2 separate regions of the Bos taurus genome follow, and region 2 is linked to region 1. Evidence: chromatin contacts called from public Hi-C data. All regions are on one chromosome and are shown on one strand. The core of a region is the stretch at or near the end of the contact, and the rest is flanking DNA. Distances in the headings are between cores, read along the strand shown.

What was found. Hi-C and Micro-C count contacts between places; a contact is called where the count stands out from the background.
Region 2: a contact with region 1 is called in a Hi-C map of skeletal muscle, with 3 times the contacts expected there. The contact joins the promoter of LRRC51 here to the enhancer-like site in region 1. A contact is called at or near these places in 4 of 11 Hi-C or Micro-C datasets (blood, skeletal muscle, skin fibroblasts and 1 more).

What each region holds. Positions count from the first base shown.
Region 1 is chr15:51,662,566-51,666,532 of ARS-UCD2.0, forward strand. It overlaps NUMA1 (nuclear mitotic apparatus protein 1), which reads right to left. Exons shown (of 27, transcript NM_001434779.1): 4 at 822-901. Among named protein-coding and RNA genes, the nearest start is that of NUMA1, 14 kb to the right of the region's middle. Within about 2 kb of position 1,501, at least 16 of the 102 cell types and tissues checked have an H3K27ac peak or open chromatin away from gene starts, as enhancers often do. A contact at or near this core is called in skeletal muscle, where this site is marked.
Region 2 is chr15:51,712,495-51,716,287 of ARS-UCD2.0, forward strand. It overlaps LRRC51 (leucine rich repeat containing 51), which reads left to right and starts at 2,371. Exons shown (of 6, transcript NM_001024545.1): 1 at 2,371-2,464.

The DNA of each region.
Region 1 (3,967 bases), core at 251-2,750:
CTGGATCAAAGGTGAGAACTGTGTCCACAGCCTTATGGGGGAGGGGCTGACAAGCACTGCGCTGGAAGCTCTGACTGCCCGTGTGCTCAGCTGTTCAGGTGCACCTGACTCTTTCTGACCCTGTGGACTGTAGCCCGCAGGTTCTTCTGTACATGGGATTCTGCAGGCGAGAATACTGGAGTGGTTGCTATGCATTCCTCCAGGGGATCTTCCCAATGCAGGGATCAAACCTGCATCTCTTATGTCTCACTGCATTGGCAGGGAGTTTCTTTACTGCTAGCACCACCTGGGAAGCCCACTAGAAGCTTTGCATGTATCTTTATTTACTCTGCACGTCAATCTTAAGAGCAATTATTAATCATCTTCATTTTATAGACAGGGAACCCACGTCTAGAAAGGTCACACAAACAGTAGAACAGAAGGGCAAGCTCTCACTCTTGCCCTGCCTGTGCCCCTATACCTATCACTTACGCAATTAATTTAGGGTTACCATGGCAAACTGTTCTCCCAGCAAGGGGAAGAAGGTAACATGGATCTTTCTGTCTCCTTGCAGTGGAAGGAATGGGAACCCAAGGTAATGAGTCCCCAGAATCAACCCCCTGCTCTACCTGGATCCCAGACTCATACTCTGGGACTGTAGTGATACTCTCCCCCAACTGGTGCAGGCCAGACTCAGAGAAGCCACCCTGGCCATACTCATCTCGGTGGCACACAGTGGGCGGCCTCAAGCCTCTGCCCCTCCCGACACCTGAGACCTGGTTCTTCTGGCTGCCCGAGCCCCAGGAAGCAGCTCCTTCCCAGCCAGGAAGAAAGGTGCTTACTCTGCAGAAAACTGCACACAAACTCCAGTCTCTCCGGCACCGGCCGCTGCAGGATTTGCTGCCCCTCATCAGTGCCAAGGCTAGAAAAAGAACAAGTGTTAGAACCAGAGTACTTGGCCAGCCTTCCCTCCTGGCTACTGCATCACCTACCACCTTCCCATCCCTTCAGGCTGGGTCTCTGTTGGATCTGATGGAGAGCCAGGCCAGGCGCTGGAAGCAGGGGAGAAGACACCATTTACCCAGAAGGAACTGTGTGGTGGCTGAGAAGTGGGGACTTGAGGCCTGAGGCCCTCCTGGAAAAGACGGCACTCTGCCACCCCATTTGTGAATATGGAAAAGCTCTGTGGGAAGCAGGCCGAGAAGTGATGGAGGAGCACAGATGGAGGGGAAGTTGGGGTCAATAGTCCGGAAGGACTCAGTGTAAAAGGTCAGGACGCCTAGGAACACGTGACAAGAGGACAAGTGCGGGCGCACTATGTGTGCGGCTAGAGTGAGAGGACTATGGAAACAGGAAATCAGATCCAAGAACTGACAGAGCAGATGGGAACAAGGCTCTCAAGTGGCCCGGCAAAGTTCAACACTCACGAGGCTGAAGGCTGAGGTGGCCTCTGAGGGGCCAGGCCAAGGGACGATCACTCTTGATCTGTGACCTTCGCGACGCTGGTTTAAGTGGAAAGGCGAGCGAAGTGTGAAGAGCAAGGACGGCAGGGAGCAGCAGGGGGCGCTCTCATACAGGCCTGGCCCCAGCCCTTTTGGCTAAATGCAGTTTCATTTTCAGAAGTGACTACCCTCATTTAGAAGTTAGAAAGCTGACTTTTCAATCGAGGCTACAGATGAAGATACTGATTAAAAGGCCTCCTGTTATTCAGATCCCACATCTCCAGGTTTCAATCAACTTTCCAGAGGGCAGGGCAGACTTGAGAATCCCCCTGCAAAGCACAGAAGCATCCCAGCCAAGACTGGGAGTTACTCTGTCCAGCTCCAGAGTGATTACAAAGGCTTCTTCCAACGGAAGCCCCACAAGCAGCACTCTGGGTAGCTGGTCTGTGATTAGGGACACCTACAAATTCCTTCAGAGATGCTAATCTCCTCAGACTCCCAAAAGAGCCATCCTCCCTACCCACCCACATTGTGGAATGTTGTGACTCTTTCTTTGCCTCATCACAGAGTAGTAATTTACCTAAGTGTATTCCATTTGATAAAAAAAATAAACATGGTACTTCGGTTAAATGTTTGAGAAATACTGGGTTAAACCCAACTGAACATTTTCTAAAGAAGAAGGCATAATACGCATTATTTCCTAAACATATCTGACCACAAAACCCATTTTTTTTACCACTGAGCCCCTGATATAGCACAGTTGCAAGGAACATGCTTTGGAGAACGCTGGTCCTGGGGAAACACAGCCCATCCTTTAAGAAGACTGCATTCAAGTCTCATCTCTGGCAGGAAGCCAAACAGAACCACTGCTAGTCATGTCTCCCCCTCCTTCTCAGGCATTCCTACAACACTCACAGACCCATGCACATCATTTATAAGTGACCACTCTGTGTGAGCTGAAAGGTAGGAATACAGCAGGTGCTGAGTACATATGGGCTGACTGACCGATGAGGAATGCTTTTAACTGGGATGAGCAGAGATCAACATCAGTAAGGCAAATATCAGGGCTTTAAGTTTTCTGGGAAAATGCCTCCACTGAACTTTGATTTGCAGATATCAAAGAGATGGGATAGCCTATTTCGTTCAGGCTATTCACACACAGTCCATTCTGAAGGAGATCAGCCCTGGGATTTCTTTGGAAGGAATGATGCTAAAGCTGAAACTACAGTACTTTGGCCACCTCATGCGAAGAGTTAACTCATTGGAAGACTCTGATGCTGGGAGGGATTGAGGGCAGGAGGAAAAGGGGACGACAGAGGATGAGATGGCTGGATGGCATCACTGACTCGATGGACGTGAATCTCAGTGAACTCCGGGAGTTGGTGATGGACAGGGAGGCCTGGCGTGCTGCAATTCATGGGGTTACAAAGAGTCGGACACGACTGAGCGACTGAACTGAACTGAATTCACACACAGAAAAATGGAGAAACTTGTCAGACGCATTGACTCTAATGAATTTTCTGAGAGAGAAAGCCAAGTGGCCAAGGAACAAGCATTTGTTCAATTCCCACAGATTCTATCCGCTGCCAACCTAGCCCTCCTCCGCTGTCTTTCCCTGATAACCAGCTGTCTGATTTCTGTTAGCAACAGTAGGAGCATCACAAACGAATCAGCCAGAACACATTCACCAATAACGTTTTCCCATAGAAAGTTGGTCAGCATTGCCCAGTATCTGTGATCAGGGTTAACCTGGGATTTCAGTAGCACTTCCATCCAACACACACACTCACTCTCTCCCCACTGCTACTCTTCTCCCCACCTGTCTCTTCTAATCTAAAGCTCAGGCAGCACCTTAGAAAATAACTTGGAAAATGGGCATCTTGAAATTTTGACCTGCCTTATGCAAATTTCCCACTGGGTTATAAACTTACAGTGGCTAAACCAAGGATATACATCCGTACCCCTGGACACATCTACTGCTTTTGTCATCAGGCAAGGAAATTTATCTCCTCAAAAGCAAAAGCTTGATCCATCCATGCTGCACACTAGTATCTGTTACAAGTCATACCTGGCTGTCTCTCCTTTGGTGATGTTAAAATTAAATTGTAGGTTAGTTACTGCCAGCCTAATGGTTTTACTGGCCATTGATGTTAGTTGCCTAGATCTACTGCTTTCATTAGGGTTTGCAAAATGGTTACTAGTTACATTATGAGTTACAAAATGCTGACTTACAGGTGGTGCACAACTCCATCTATGAAGTATCCTTGAAAAAAAATCTTAAGCTAATTAAATTTAGATCTAATTACCAGTTTATAGGCAACAAGGGGAAGAACAAGTTACGAAGTACCATGATGATGCAATTAACAAAGGTCAGAATTTAGGAAAGTCTACAAGATCAAAAAAAAAAAAAAACAAAACAGAGTGGGGTGTACAGGTAGAAATAAGCAAGACACAAGACTGGAGGGAAGAAATGGGCCCCTGATGAAAGCTCTGAATACCCAAACTGAAGTTTTTAGATTTCAACCTCTTGGCAATGAAGAGTTGCT
Region 2 (3,793 bases), core at 1,121-3,620, 51 kb after region 1:
TGAAATAAGTCACACAGAGAGAGACAAATATTGTACAATTTCACTTACACGTGGAATCTAAAAATCAAATGAAAAAAACATAATAAAACAGAAAGACTCACACATACAGAGAACAAACAGGTGGCTGCTGAGGGAGTGGGTATAATGTAGCATCTTTGTATGGTGACAGATGGAAAAACATTTTTTTTTAATAAAGAGATAATGACTGGGAATCTTTAGAAAACTGAAAGGTATGAAACCTCAGATTGAGGCATTACTATAAGCCCAAGTAGAATAAAATTAAATCCACACATGTAATGAAACTGCAAAACACAAATGACAAAAAAGAGGATCTTAAAAAGAACCAGAGAAAAAGGCAGGTTACATACAACGAAATAATAGTTAAATTGTGAACACAGTTCTCAAGAGTTAACAACAAAAAGCCATAATTTCAGTAAAATGATACTTTCAAAGTGCTGGGGGAAAAATAATTGGAAGCCTAGTACCCAGCTAAACTATCAATCAAGATTGATAAGGAAGTAAAGATATTTTCCAACAGAGTATTTACCACTAACAGACTCTCATTAAGAAAACATCTGAAGGGGGAATTCTGTGGCAGTCCAGGATTAGGACACCATACTTCCACTGCAGGGGGCATGGGTTTGATCCCTGGTGGGAGAACTAAGATCTGACATGCTGCATAATATGGTCCCCCCCAAAAAAAAAAAAAAAAAATCAGAAGTATGTATTCATCTATTTGATGAAAAAGAAGAAATAAAATGCAGGAAAGAATGATGAAAAAAACAGTAAACATATATCAGTAAAATGAAATAACCACTGAAAGCACAAAACTATGCTATTTATTAGAATTGTTCTAACATTTGGGGGTGGTCTCATTCTTGGAAAGGCTCATCTTGAGTCTGTTTAATGTACACTGTGCTGAAATAAATGGCCTCCAACATACCTACTGACCGTATGGTTTTATCAATTAGACAAAGCTGCCAAAACATTTCCTGATCAGCTCTGTTTAGCCATCTGTGGCAGGGCTTTCCCTCATCCTAACAGTTCTAGAACTCGAGTCTCAGTTCAAGGCATTCTTTCCACTCCCATATTCCACAAATTTAAAAAAAGAACATTCTAAATAGAAATGTCCCTTATATGAGCTTTTGGTTAAGATCTGCTAGTTTTGGGGAGTATAATTTTTGGCTATGGATTAGGATTCAGGCTTTATAATTAGTCATCATTTGCTTGAACTTGGGCCAAGAAAAGAGTACTTTGGCAGCTTTCACAAAGAAGTATGCGCTTCTTCCTCTGAAGGAGAAAATACCACACAGGATCAGAAAGGGAGGGAACACATTCAACCCTGCAGGCTGAAGGCTGCCTTACCTGATTTGAACATTCCCTCTAGCTTCCCATATATTCACAGCAGTCACAACACTTATACTCAAAAATGTGTACTCTCCAAGATGCTTGCAAGAAACAGCTCACCTGATTTGACCCTAATAACCACAGGAAAGTAGATAAGGCAGGTAAATTCATTGTTTACATATGAAAAAAGTGAGACTCAAAAGAAACTGACTCGTCGAAGACGACCCTCACAGCCAACACAATCCCTCCCCTTCACTTAGACCCAACCCACAAAAAACCCCTGTATAGCCAACTATGCACGAGCTATGTAACCGGGGCCAAGCTGAACATAAACCTCAGGCGGCCCATCTGTAATAAACTATAATAAAGTGTTAGGAATATTAAAAAGATGATCCATATAAAGGGTGTGGCACAGTGTCTGAAACGTAGTTGGTCCTCAGAAAATGTTTATTATTACTACTACCACTATTGTTAACAATAATAGGCGAAGACTTCCCACTACAGAAACCCTCGGCGACACTCCTTTCAGGAACTTGCATTACCCACACCCGCGTCGGCCCCCCGACACAATTCCACGGACACGCCCCCAAACACACCCTCCCCCTAAGCACGCCCCGCACCTTCCTCTCGGACAAGGCCCTTTCCTTACAAACCTTACCCTCGAAAGACTCTCCCCAGTCAGCCTCGCTTATGAAGGAGGCCTTCCGCCCGCACCCGCCTCTTCAGCACCTCTTTTAGACTCGGGCATCCCTGGAGGCGCCCCAGCCGCACGCTAGTAGCGGGCCCGCGCCGATTACCTGGCCGCGCGCTCCCGCTCCGACTCTCACTTCTCCAGGATCGCCTTCTTCTCGGGCCCGCGCTAGCGCTGTGAGCGCACAATTAGTTTAAACTATGGTCCCGCCCCCTCTCGTCGCCCTGCGATTGGCCCCTGTAGGCTGGCGTCGCACGCAAAAGCAGCCTGAAGGACCGGGGTAAAGGAAGTGTGAGGGCCACTGGAAAGGGGAAAAGGGTGCCACAACTTCCGGACCCTGGCCCGCGGCTTGAGTGCCAAGACGACTGCAAATCCCAGCACCACCCGCGGCTTTGGAGCCCTTCCCTTGAGGAACTACAGTTCCCGGTAGGCATCGCGGCAGCGCCTACGGCTCTTAGAGGGGACGTGGTGACGTAAACAGTTACCATGGAGTTGCGCTGAGTAACCTTGAGGTAGTGGACTTCGAGGCTGGAGGGGAAGCAACTGCGGGTGAGTTGGGAGGGAAAACAGGAAGCCTGCTCTAGGGTACAAGAACTCTGTGGAGAGGGGAGGGGCACACTGAAAGACTTAACAGCTTGCTTTCTTGGGAACCTGAGACCTACCCCCCCACCCCTTGCCTCTAACTCCTTTTCACAGTGAACAAGACACAAACCTTTGTGGGATAAATGGGCGAGGGGAGTGAAGGGAATTCTGAGAAACATACCCAGACAGATCCCTCCCCGCAGTACTACTGTCTCAAATCCGTGACATATCCTGGGAGATCTGAAACGCCGTCAAACGTGGGGTTGGTTTTCCTCTGGTCGACTAAGTCTTCAAAACCTGGGAGTAGGATTAGAGTAAATCATAGTCCCTAATTCTGGCGATGTAGGAAACTTTCTGGGGCTTGAACTGCCCCTTTCCTTCCATGCAGGAAGACCCCAGGGTAGGGCCTCCTTTTCAGAGAGTCAGCAGGATCTTCCCTCACATATTTATTAGGGGTTCTGTCCTTAAATTATATTTTCTCCCTACACTACTCTGTGGTCTGCTTCTCCAAGTTCTGCAGTTAAAGCTTCATTCCTTTTAACAGTATTCATGACCGGTTTTTTATATTTAGCGACTTAACTAGTGTTTTCACATCCAGTCTTCTTTTGAACTTAGTGAGTCCAGGGATATTTATTCCCATATCACAGATTGGAAAACTGAAACCTATAGAGGAGCAGTGACTTGCCGGAGGCCACACACCAAGTCAGTGACAACTAGGACTAGACCCCAGTTTGCCATCTTCCAGCCAAGTCTCTAGCTTGAGCCTACAGCCTCTCAATAAGCTTAAGGACTTTTTCAAAGTAGTTTAACTGCCCTGGGGCAAAAGACCCTTTTATAGCCTACATTGGGTTATTGACATTTCACCCTGAATGAGTTTCAGATCTTTCCTTGAAAGTTTAAATGGGGAAAGGGAACTAGAGAGACTGAAGGCAATGGAAATCAAACAGATTTAACTAAACAAGAAGTAAACAATCTAATACAGCACCTGTGTCTGGTCCTGCCATGATTAGCTAGCTTCTGGTTGACTCCTAACTGACCCTAATTGAGTCACTTACTATCTTAAAGCTCCCTCATGCTTTGTCCTAGGCTAACTTCCCACCTCACTCTCCTCTTGAATTGTCTTATCCACATCTTTGTTTACCGCCTATATGCATCAGTACACAAGTATGTATC